Regions from separate parts of the Oryctolagus cuniculus genome. Here all the other regions are linked to region 2. Evidence: chromatin contacts called from public Hi-C and Micro-C data. All regions are on one chromosome and are shown on one strand. Each heading gives the region's core, a stretch centred on a gene start, on an enhancer-like site or on the middle of the called end of the contact. The rest is flanking DNA. Distances are from core to core; before and after follow the strand shown. Region 1 overlaps CD109 (CD109 molecule). Region 2 holds the start of COL12A1 (collagen type XII alpha 1 chain). Region 3 has its middle 190 kb from the start of CD109.

Region 1 (3,543 bases), core at 226-2,725, 1.4 Mb before region 2:
AAACAAAAAAATCAAGTATTTTTGTTTAGAAAAGATGGACAGAAATCCTCTTTTTTGTGTATGTGGGAAAAGCAGCAATAAAATAATTTGTGATGATGGAACAGTAAGAAGCAGTGGGTGATTGACATAATTCCTTCCTTAATTGACATGATTATAGTATATGTTGTGTTAATGAGGCAAACATGATTTCTTTAAGATATATATATATATATATATATATATATGTAAAAAACAGTGATGGGTGGCCGGCATTGTGATGTAGTGGGTTATACTGCCATCTATGTTGCTAGTATCCTATGTGGGTGGTGGTTTGAGTCCCAGCTTCTCCATTTCCAATCCAGGTCCCTCCTAATATGCCTGGGAAAGCAGTGAAAGGTGGCCCAAGTGCTTGGGCCCCTGCACCCGTGTGTGAGACCTGAATGAAGCTCCAGGCTCCTGGCTTTGGTCTGGCTCAGTTCCGGCAGCTGTGACCATTTGGGGAGTGAACAAGCAGTTGGAAGATTCATTCATTTTTTTTCTCTCTCTCTTCTACTCTCTCTGTAACTTTACTTTTCAAATACATAAATCTTTAAGAAAGGAATTAAGTCAAGAAAATCCAGTATTTCCTCTAGAATGGAATCTTCATGTGCAGATTTTGGAAGTCTGGTCTCTCCTCTTCCATTTAACCTTGTTTCCTGTTTCACTCAGAAGCAAACTGCCTAATTCTTAGGTTAGACTAGGTGTGCTTTCCTACCAACCACCCATTGCTCAGAAACTTAGGAATGAACTTCAGAGGCTTCTTGCTCATGATGCATTTCCACTATAGGTCAGCAGGGGGCTCTGTGGTCTTTGCTTGGGCTGCCACCAGCCCACTGTTCCAACTGGAGGCTCCCGGCTTTGCAGAGCAGGAGGAGAAGGTGGCAGTATGGAGCGCTGGCAATTAGAGGCTTCAGCCAGAGTGGTGTTAACATTTCTGTTCACTTCATCGTGAACAGAGTTGGTCCCTTGGCTATGCCGAGCTTGAAGGGAGCAGAGAAATGAATTCCTCTGTGTATCCAAAGTAAAAGAGAACTGGATATTATTGAATATTAGTAATGTTCACTGCACTAAAGCTTTGGTGTAAGACAAAACAGATGTGCTTTAGATTTCTCGTGACATGAGTCTGGATATAGATCTAAATAGATTGGAGTGTCTTATTGCTTGATGCTCTTTCCACTTCAATATAGTGTTCTGTAGCAGGGCTTGGCCAGCTTTTTCTGTAAAGGAACAGATAGCAGATACTTTAGGCATTTGGGGCCAGGTGGAGTCTCTGTTGCATAGCCTTTTGCCACCTCCCTTTTCTTCTCTTTTCTTTTTTTGAAAACCATTCTTAGGTGGTGGTGTGGTGGCATGTGGGGGTGCAGTGGTGTATTTGGCCTGAGAGCCAGATTTGGGCAAGCCAGATTTGTCCTGCAGGCTGTAGTTCGCCAACTCTTGTCTTGTAGGGGAGGAAACGTATCCATATCCCCATTTAAAGTCCAACAGTTTGGGAACCATATTCTGCTTCCGTGGCTTTAGGACCAAGCGAAGTTGTATGAAACTTTTGGTAATGCTCAGAACAATCCAAAGATGAGGAACCTTGAAAGTTTACTTAAGTCTCTGAGAGTGTCAGATTCTCAATCGATGAAATAATGAGCTGGACCAGCTGATTTCTGGGTGTTTTCTCACACTGATGATTTCTGAGTTGACCTGGGAACCAGGAGCACCTGTCGGGCAGGTTGTTCTCGCTGTCTCTCTGCTGTTTTTGTTGCTTGTTTTCCTTCTTCAGTGATCCTCCCTTTGGTGAATCTTCTGCTGAGGGAGAAAATTGTTAATGTTTTGCTTGTTCAGTGTTATTTGGAAGATTTTATAAAGCATATTTTCTGTAAATTTTTCCTCCTTTTCACCAAGGTTGTCAGCTTTTGTTTTAAGATGTTTTCTCGAAGCTGATCCATATATAGATATCGATCAGAATGTGTTACACAGAACATATACTTGGCTCAAAGGACATCAGACACGCAACGGTGAATTTTGGGAGCCAGGAAGAGTGATCCATAGTGAGCTTCAAGGTGGCAATAACAGTCCTGTGACACTCACAGCCTACATTGTGACTTCTCTCCTGGGATATAAAAAATATCAGGTACTTAATCTTTAATTTAACAAATGACAAGTGAAACCCAAGGAAGGTAGTTCTCAATGGGTGAAATACATGTCTGAGAACTTAGAGTTTTGCAGTAATGCATTGCATTTGAAATCTGAATTTGGGCATAAAAATATTAACCCGGAGAATAACTAAGGAAATTAAAAAAAATGCTTTCTAATACGTGTATTGTGCTTGCTATTGGTAAAGTAAGCCAATCCATATTTTTTGTGGGAAAAGTTCATTTCTCAGGGGAAAGATAATTCTTTAGTGTTTGGGAATGTGTAACAAGTGTAGGTTGTGAAGGATTTTTTATTTCTAAAATGTTATGGAACAAGCCGGCGCCGTGGCTCAATAGGCTAATCCTCCACCTTGCGGCGCCGGCACACCGGGTTCTAGTCCCGGTTGGGGCGCCGGATTCTGTCCCGGTTGCCCCTCTTCCAGGCCAGCTCTCTGCTATGGCCAGGGAGTGCAGTGGAGGATGGCCCAGGTGCTTGGGCCCTGCACCCCATGGGAGACCAGGAAAAGCACCTGGCTCCTGGCTCCTGCCAGGATCAGCGCGGTGCGCCGGCTGCAGCGGCGGCCATTGGAGGGTGAACCAACGGCAAAAGGAAGACCTTTCTCTCTGTCTCTCTCTCTCACTGTCCACTCTGCCTGTCAAAAAAAAAAAAAAAAAAAAAAGTTATGGAACAAGTACAGTGTCTGCTAGTGCAGTGCAAAGTGCACCCACTCCCTGAAAAGTATACTAAGCAGACTTGGATGCCTGGATGGGAATGAGTGTATGTGGAAAGTTATGCTAATGAGCTTAATTTGACTCCAGGACTGTCCTGGTGATTGATGCCTTTACTGGTAATTGCTGATTGCATTTCACAAAATCAGCATAAAATTCTGTTGCTTAAGCTCCTACTGTTTTCCTAGCCAGGTAGTAGGTGTGGTGATACGCTTTTCCCTGAATTTAGAGCTTCGACATCTGAAATAAAATTTGAGAAATGTCTCTTAAACTGTATTTTCTGCTTTCATCTGGGCTTATGATTTTCAGTGGCAGAAACATTTCCAAAGCTCTACTTTTTATTTCTAATTCCTTCTAAAGAATGGCCCTTATTTATTCATAAAAACTGAAAAGCAATCTTATTTTCAAAATGCATGGCAAACCTTTAAATATCAGTGATCATTGTTTCCATTGCCTATGACAAGTTTAGGTGATTAATAGATATTAAAATTATATTTTGAGTGAATGTTTCATGGTACATTTTGCTTACATATGAGGCAATGAGTTATTTTGAATGGTAAAAAATTTCGTATTTCTCTTCCTAGCCTAATATTGATGTGCAAGACTCTGTCAGCTTTTTGGAGTCACAGCTCGACAGGGAAGTTTCAGACAATTATACCCTGTCTCTCATAACCTA
Region 2 (3,453 bases), core at 122-2,621:
CCAGCCCGCCCGGCATTCCGACCATATACGTTTAAAACAGAAATTCTCTCTTTCTTAGCCAAAACATTTATCGGAATGCCTAGCAACAGCCCATTGAGCATTCTCAGACATACACGTCTGGAAGTGGCTGCCTCGACGTGGCAGCGTGGGCTCTCCTCACTTCACCCCCATGAATGAAAATGAGTCGGGGAAGGAGAAGGGGGCTTAGGCGAGACCTGTCCGCTTCAGCCGGCTCGCCCCTCCCCGCTCGCCGCGGGAAGAGGCCGGGTTCTTAACTTTCGAGTCAAGTTTACTTGAAAATTGCACACAGAGAGACTCCCACAGGACCCCTCCCCACAGGGCCCCCGCGCGACCCCTGCCCTCTCGCCTACCCACCGGGACCTGGACGTCCCCGGGTCATCCAGGGAGGAGCTCGGCGCTCCTTTCCTTTCTTGTCTCGCATCCTCCTCAGCATTCTTTAAAAGGCTGCAAAATGCGGTCTGAGGTGGGAGGCGAGGGAGCGGAGTCCCAGGGAGCCCCAAACCAGTCACCAGAGGGTCCCCTGACGATGCCGACTCAGGGTCCCTTTTCCGCTCCCCGGGCCCCGCTCCGTGAGGGGGCCAGGACGCCCCTCGGCTGCAACCCCTGCGCTCTCCGGCATTGGCGCTCCCCAGAGGTCCCGCAGCCCTGGAGGGGGTCCGAGAAGGACTTTCTCACCAAGTTGGGAGAAGCCGGCCGAGAATGAGTTCCCGAGGGCGGCTCTGACCCACCCTGTAGGTACTTGAAAAGCAGCGGAGGAAGGCGCCGGGACGCACACCCGGGCGCGCAGCCTGGCCCGCCTTCCATACAAAGTGCGCGCGGGGGTCTCGGAAATGCCTTCCCGGGCCCCTCAGAGCCACCGCTGGAGAGGGTGGGGACCGAATGTCCAGGGAACCCGCGCACTCCGCCAAGAACTCCATAGCATCTGCGGATGAAACTGCCCGCGACCCGAACTGCTCAACGGGATGCTTGGCGTGCACCGCCGCCCTGCGTGGGCTCTCAAGAAAAGCCACATTTCTCGCTCCCCCGCGAAACGCAAGCCCACCACGAAATCCCTCTCTACTGACGCACGCTTCTTACAAATCCAAACGCTCTTTGCCCGGAATTTGGGGGTGGGAGACGCTCCCGGCAAGGTGCAGGATACAAGCGAGCCTCCCCGACTACCTTCGCGGAGGACGGGGTGGGAGGATAGGACGCTAAAAGCCAGGCCGACCTGAGGGCGCGGTGACCGAGGTAGCGGCGGCGACAGTGGGTCCCAGCTTCGGGGAAGCCGGCGCTCGGCGTGGCCCGCGCCTGCCCGGGCAATCGGCGCTGCGCCCCGGGAGCACCTGGCGGCCTCGGGCGTACAGGCAGCGGCGGCGGCGCGATCCCGGAGGAGCGGCGGGCGTGGTGGGGCGAGCGGAGAGCTCCGGGGAGCGCGGCAGGCTGCGCGCGGACGCGTCTGGAGCGGCTCGCCTTCGCCGAGTGGGGAGAGACTCCGCGCCGCGGGCTACTTAATAGAGAGAGGGCTGTTCCCAGCTCTCAGTTTACTCGGTTACGAAACGCCTGGGAAGGTGGACGGCTGCCACGGGTGATGTATGCTCCTCCGGCGGTGAAGGAGGTCTACTTTTGGGAACGTGTGCATACTTCGAGCATTCCTTCGGCGTGAGGTGGCGAGCGCCGTAGTAGCAGCGCCCCGCCGGGGGGCGGGGAGAGGGCGGGTGGGGAGAGGGGGACAGCCGCAGCCGGGTGCCCTGCCAAGGGGAGCCGCGGACTCCTCCGCCTGGGGCGGGCCGGGGAGCTCGGGTTTCCCTGGCCCTGCGATTTTCTTTAATAGATTGATTTTTTTTTCTAAGTTAAGAACAATGGGGAGCGGGAAAGCGACTGGTTTCCAGAACCGCGAGGATGTACCGTGCACTGCACCCCCACTCCATCCTGTCCCCAGGCCCCATCAACGCCACCTCCACCTTCCTCCCCCTCCGTCCTGGGTGCACTTAAAACCGATTTGCAGGGTTTCCATTAACTAACTGTCTGCGCACGCGGCGGGCCTTCTGTCTTTTTCAATCTCCGAGTGGCGATTGGAAACGCGGACAGCCGCCCGCACGGGCCTCTGAGATGGGATGGCTTTCCCAGTCCTGTCTCGCTCCCCCGGAGCTTGGGGATAGAACCGGGAATCTTTAGTTTGAGCCAGGAGGGAAGACTAGTTGAAGCCCAGGGGTCCCCAGAAAAGGAAGCCACTAGGGAACAAATTACTTCCACTACAGAAATTTCTCTGCCCAGCCCGGCAGGAGTAAAACTTGGCTTTGGACGGAAGCTCTGCCCTGGGAACCCCGCGGGGTCAAAGGGGCAAAGTGCAGTAGGTTGAAACCTCGAAGGCACCCCCCACACGCACCCTCAGTTACTACTGGAGGGCCTACAGGGACGGTCCCCTCTTTTCACGGCTCGCCCCGTCCACACAGCTCGTCTCTGGGCCCTGAGTTGGGCGGCTGGCACTCGGGGTTGCCAGGCTGCTCAGGGCGCCCGCGAAGACGCCGAGGGCACTCGCACGTCGGCCTCAGAAAAGCGCTGCGGGACGGGCTGTGATAAGAAACGTCGGTGTGGACAGTGCCATCTCGTGATGGGTTACACTGCCCGGCCTGCAGGGGAGCGAACAGTGGAGCAGCGACCCTGTAAATGCTCCCGGTGATAGAAGCAGGGGCTCCTGTCTCCAACATAAACCATAAACCCCTCTTTCCTGTTGATCTGACGTCTGCAGATTCGGCCTTCCCACTGCTGGGCATGGTAACTTCCGACCTTGCCTTTAGGATGACCGGAACTTCAGGGCGCCCCCTATCCCCACCCTGTACCTCTCGCGCTGCCTCCAGAGAGAACGGGAGGAAACCAGAGAGAACACAGGAGGGGGAAGATGGGGGGGGGGGGGAGTAGAAATCGCCACCTCGGCACATTCCCCTAGCACTCACGGCCCACTCGATGTCCAGCTGGGCAGCTCGCACAAAGAGCCCACACAGGGCCCAGGCTTTCCCCTCTTCAGATCCTCACAGCCTTAGTGTTGGCCAAACCCCCCATGCGGGAGCGCATCGAGGGGGCGAATAACCCGACGTGCGCCAAAAGGCCATCGCACAGCCTAGTCGATCTGCAGTACAAAGGAGCCCCTCGCCTTAGCCTCTGCGGAGCGGACCTAAACACCAGAGCCATGCTTCGCCCGCGTCCCGACCCGACACACGCAGAGCGCTGGGGATCTGATCCAACCCGGCTCACAGACTGCGTGGGAGGGGGCAGCCCAAGAACACAGCCTGAGAGCAAGGAATTCCCGCGGGCCGCGGTCGCGGCGCGAAATTTGGTGCGGAGCAGCGGACGATCGCCCTGGCCCAGAAGCCGGGAACTGCCGAGGAAGCTCCCCGCTCACAAGGACAAGGGCACCCCCTGACTAGCCAAGGAAAACTACTTCCTTGCATG
Region 3 (3,580 bases), core at 381-2,880, 1.4 Mb before region 2:
GAAATTCTTAGTCATTATGAAAAGAAAACAGTAGAGTTTGGAACAATGCCTACATGTTGTCACTTCCCAAGATATGCTTTAAAGGATGCCAACAGATCTACTGTGGAAAAAACTGTTTCATGGCAAAGTTTAGGAAATCACAACATTGTCATTGCTGTAGGATTAATCTTTAATATGGTAATGCATATTTTGAATTCTAGGAGAAGGATATTATTTTTTTAACTTTTATTTAATGAATATAAATTTCCAAAGTACGATTTATGGATTACAATGGCTCCCCCCCCATACCGTCCCTCCCACCCACAACCCTCCCCTTTCCCACTCCCTCTCCCCTTCCATTCACATCAAGATTCATTTTCGATTATCTTAATATACAGAAGATCAGCTTAGTATACATTAAGTAAGGATTTCAACAGTTTGTTCCCACACAGAAACATAAAGTGAAAAATAATAGATGATTTTTTTTAAATGATGATGAAATCAGATCAGACCTATTGTCATGTTTAATCCCAGTGAGAGTCCAGTTGGGAGTTGATAATTTCTTTCTTTTCTTTTTTTTTTTTTTACAGAGGATCAGTTTAGTATGCATTAAGTAAAGATTTCAATCGTTTGCACCCCCATAGAAACACAAAGTGAAATATATTGTTTGAGTACTTGTTATAGCATTAAATCTCAATGCACAGCACATTAAGGACAGAGCTCCTACATGAGGAGTAAGTGCACAGTGACTGCTGGAGAAGGATATTATATTCCCCACTTTTCAAACTTACAGACCACCACATGATGATTGTTATTTACTGCAGAATATCTCTCTCTGGGAGTTTTCCAAGGAAAATATTTTGGGTAAAGCAGCTTTAAGATCATGAACTTTTATCATATAAAACAATCATGAACTTTTATCATATAGGAAAATGTATCTATTAAGTTGATTTTAAGGACTGCCAAGTTTAAGATTTTTAAGATTTATTAAAAATAGTAGAGTTAACCCTAACAGTGAAAACTGAACGACTATTCTGATGATCATCTTGTATGTAATAACAATAAATTGCCACTAGAGAGCAGAGTAGGATCAAAGGAAAGAAAACTCACCAACTTGTCTAATTTTAAAATTCCTGTTGTGCTCTAAAAATGAAATGAGATCTGTGGGCTTTTTCTTCTTTTTGTGCAAACAGATAATAATATTATTAAATAGTCTGCTCACTCATATTACTGTATACTGTTTAGGATGCCTTATTTTGGCTTGTAATTTATGCATAATCATTTGTTATTCTTGGAAAAAGACATGTCCAGAATGGGAGTAGCTTTCTGACTTTTATAATAGTAAATCTTGATTTCAAAACCCAAGAGATCATTAATGGTTGGACAGTTTAGAAAGAGGTACTACTGCCAAATTCTGTCATTCTTCTAGCCTGTTTTGGTTATGGAATAAGTTACAACAAGTAAGGTTTGACCTAGAATTTGTGGAATTTTAATCTCCAAATGGAATCAAAGCGACTTGACTAATCATCTAACAATTATTTATTACTATCTTTTTCCACCTACTTTTGCCTTGCAATTGGAGGTTTTCTCCTGTCTCCGCCCTGTGCTGCTTCCTTTATCCTCACAGCCCCAGAAGAATAAACAGAACTGACACAGAGCAACCTGGACTCATCCATGGAGATTCGCTTGCCTGGAAAGCTTCTCATCTTCATTGTACAACCGGAGACTCCCACATGCTTCTTTCCACGGTGAACTAGCCTCTCAGTATAAAAATATCTTACGGGAATCCAGGAAAATCCTCTCTCATGGGAGACCTGTCTAGAAATTCCCCACAAGACTGAGTGCTTTCTTCCTCCCTTTCTTGAAAGGAATGCTTGTTTGTGATACAGTTGTCCCGGTGTGAAGGGAAGATTCTGGGATGGGGGTTGCATCTCTCCTAAGAGGCCAAAATTTGGGAAAGTGGTCCTTACAGGGGAAACTGGAAATCAAGGGGTGGGAGAGGAAGCTCTTGCCTTCCCCTGGACCTCACTGTCTTGCCTGAGGACACTCCAGGCAGAGATGAAGGGTGGGACACAGGGAGGAGGCTGAAGGTGAGAGAATCGCACCACTCAACAAGATGACCTCTTTGTCAATCATTTTCTCCTGTTTAAGCTGCAGTGAAAGGAATTCAAGCCAGAGTTAAGGCTGTAAGGTTCTGAGAGCCCTGCCTCCATGTGAGGCCAATGTAGAAGAGGCAGCTTTGATTGATGAGACAGGGCAGCAGGAATTTGTAGTCAGGTTGACAAGGCCCATGGCTTTCCCTTGACAGCCTTTGTTCATCGCCACTCTCAAGGTGATGATGGATTCCTCTCGGGTACCCAGAGCAGGAATTTCTTGTAACACAGAATGCTACAGAGAGCTGCCGTCAAGTCCACCCCTGCCCCCTTAACAAAGTTGTCTCACATCTGACAGTCACTAGGAGGGGGCAGTCAAGAACATGATTCATTATAGTTCATACCAACTTAGAATTGACTCACTGGCCCAACAGTTTTCAGGAGGAAACCAGAAACCCGGGTCAGAGAGGTTAAGTGATGTTCCCAAAGTCACAGTTCAAGTCAAGGCAGGAGCTGAATCTCTGGTTTCCTGAGTTCAAGTTATTTTGATGTGGGATGTTTCCTCTTTCTTGGCCAGGTCTTACTCTGTGATGAGAGAGAAGTTTTAGGATACCAAGAGACAAAGACCAGTCAAAAAAGGTTGCCACAGGTTCTTTGCTTTCTACCCAAGACAAGGTTAAATAATGTCAGATATTAATTGCATGGTCTTCATCCCTGTGTTGAAAGAGGGTTTTTTCAAGAACTCTGGGACCCTGAGCTGTGTGAGTCATTGGTTGAAGGAACAGACATTACAGCCGACAGCCAGGGCTTGAGGGTATGGCAATACTTTCCAGAAACACGTGTGTGTGTGTATATGTGTGTGTATGTGTGTCCTGTGTTGCATATGGATGGGCGAAGTCCTGTGTCTTGCTAATTAGACATGAAAAAAATTAGCCATCCCAATTGCAAACAAAACTGAGTAAGAGAACATTCCATTTTCTCCTCAGTGCAGTTTATTTTGGGGAAGTAACATGTTGGTGACAATTGCTTAATAATCATAGGTTTTTGCCTTAGATATTGCTGTGAGAAAGAGAAATCATTGGATGGCATTGTCAGACATTCCTTCTTAGCACTTGTCCAGTTCTCTCCAAGGTGACAGCTCTCGGTGGCCACCATATGTCACTTTGTGGCAGCAGCTGATGTCAATTGCTGTACTACAATATATCCAGCATTGTTCTAAGCTCCTTCCATGTTTTATTCTAGACAAATCCTTCCAGAAGCCTTATAGGGTAAGTACAATGCTACAAATGAAGATGCTGACAATGAGGTTGGGTATGTATCACAAGATAGTAGGTAGAGACCCGAGATTCAAACCCTCCAGTCTCTTCCAGAGTGTGTACTCCTAACCGCAGCTGCCACTGTCAGCATTCACTTGACTGCCATGAAATCCTGCTGACAAGATGAAATCTTGCAGAATTTATCCACAATCCCATGTGATCACATATGTAGAAGAGGGATGTTTTGCTTGG

Evidence for each region. Hi-C and Micro-C count contacts between places; a contact is called where the count stands out from the background.
Region 1: a contact with region 2 is called in a Micro-C map of ear pinna, with 6 times the contacts expected there. The contact joins the enhancer-like site here to the promoter of COL12A1 in region 2. A contact is called at or near these places in 2 of 6 Hi-C or Micro-C datasets (ear pinna and an unstated tissue).
Region 3: a contact with region 2 is called in a Hi-C map of psoas muscle, with 11 times the contacts expected there. The contact joins the enhancer-like site here to the promoter of COL12A1 in region 2. A contact is called at or near these places in 3 of 6 Hi-C or Micro-C datasets (ear pinna, psoas muscle and an unstated tissue).

What each region holds. Positions count from the first base shown.
Region 1 is chr5:98,716,488-98,720,030 of mOryCun1.1, reverse strand. It overlaps CD109 (CD109 molecule), which reads left to right. Exons shown (of 33, transcript XM_070073883.1): 25 at 1,909-2,137; 26 at 3,452-3,543. Among named protein-coding and RNA genes, the nearest start is that of CD109, 150 kb to the left of the region's middle. Within about 2 kb of position 1,475, at least 1 of the 8 cell types and tissues checked has an H3K27ac peak or open chromatin away from gene starts, as enhancers often do. A contact at or near this core is called in ear pinna, where this site is marked.
Region 2 is chr5:97,313,894-97,317,346 of mOryCun1.1, reverse strand. COL12A1 (collagen type XII alpha 1 chain) reads right to left here and starts at 1,371. Exons shown (of 51, transcript XM_051855519.2): 1 at 1,232-1,371.
Region 3 is chr5:98,678,156-98,681,735 of mOryCun1.1, reverse strand. No RefSeq gene overlaps it. Among named protein-coding and RNA genes, the nearest start is that of CD109, 190 kb to the left of the region's middle. Within about 2 kb of position 1,630, at least 1 of the 8 cell types and tissues checked has an H3K27ac peak or open chromatin away from gene starts, as enhancers often do.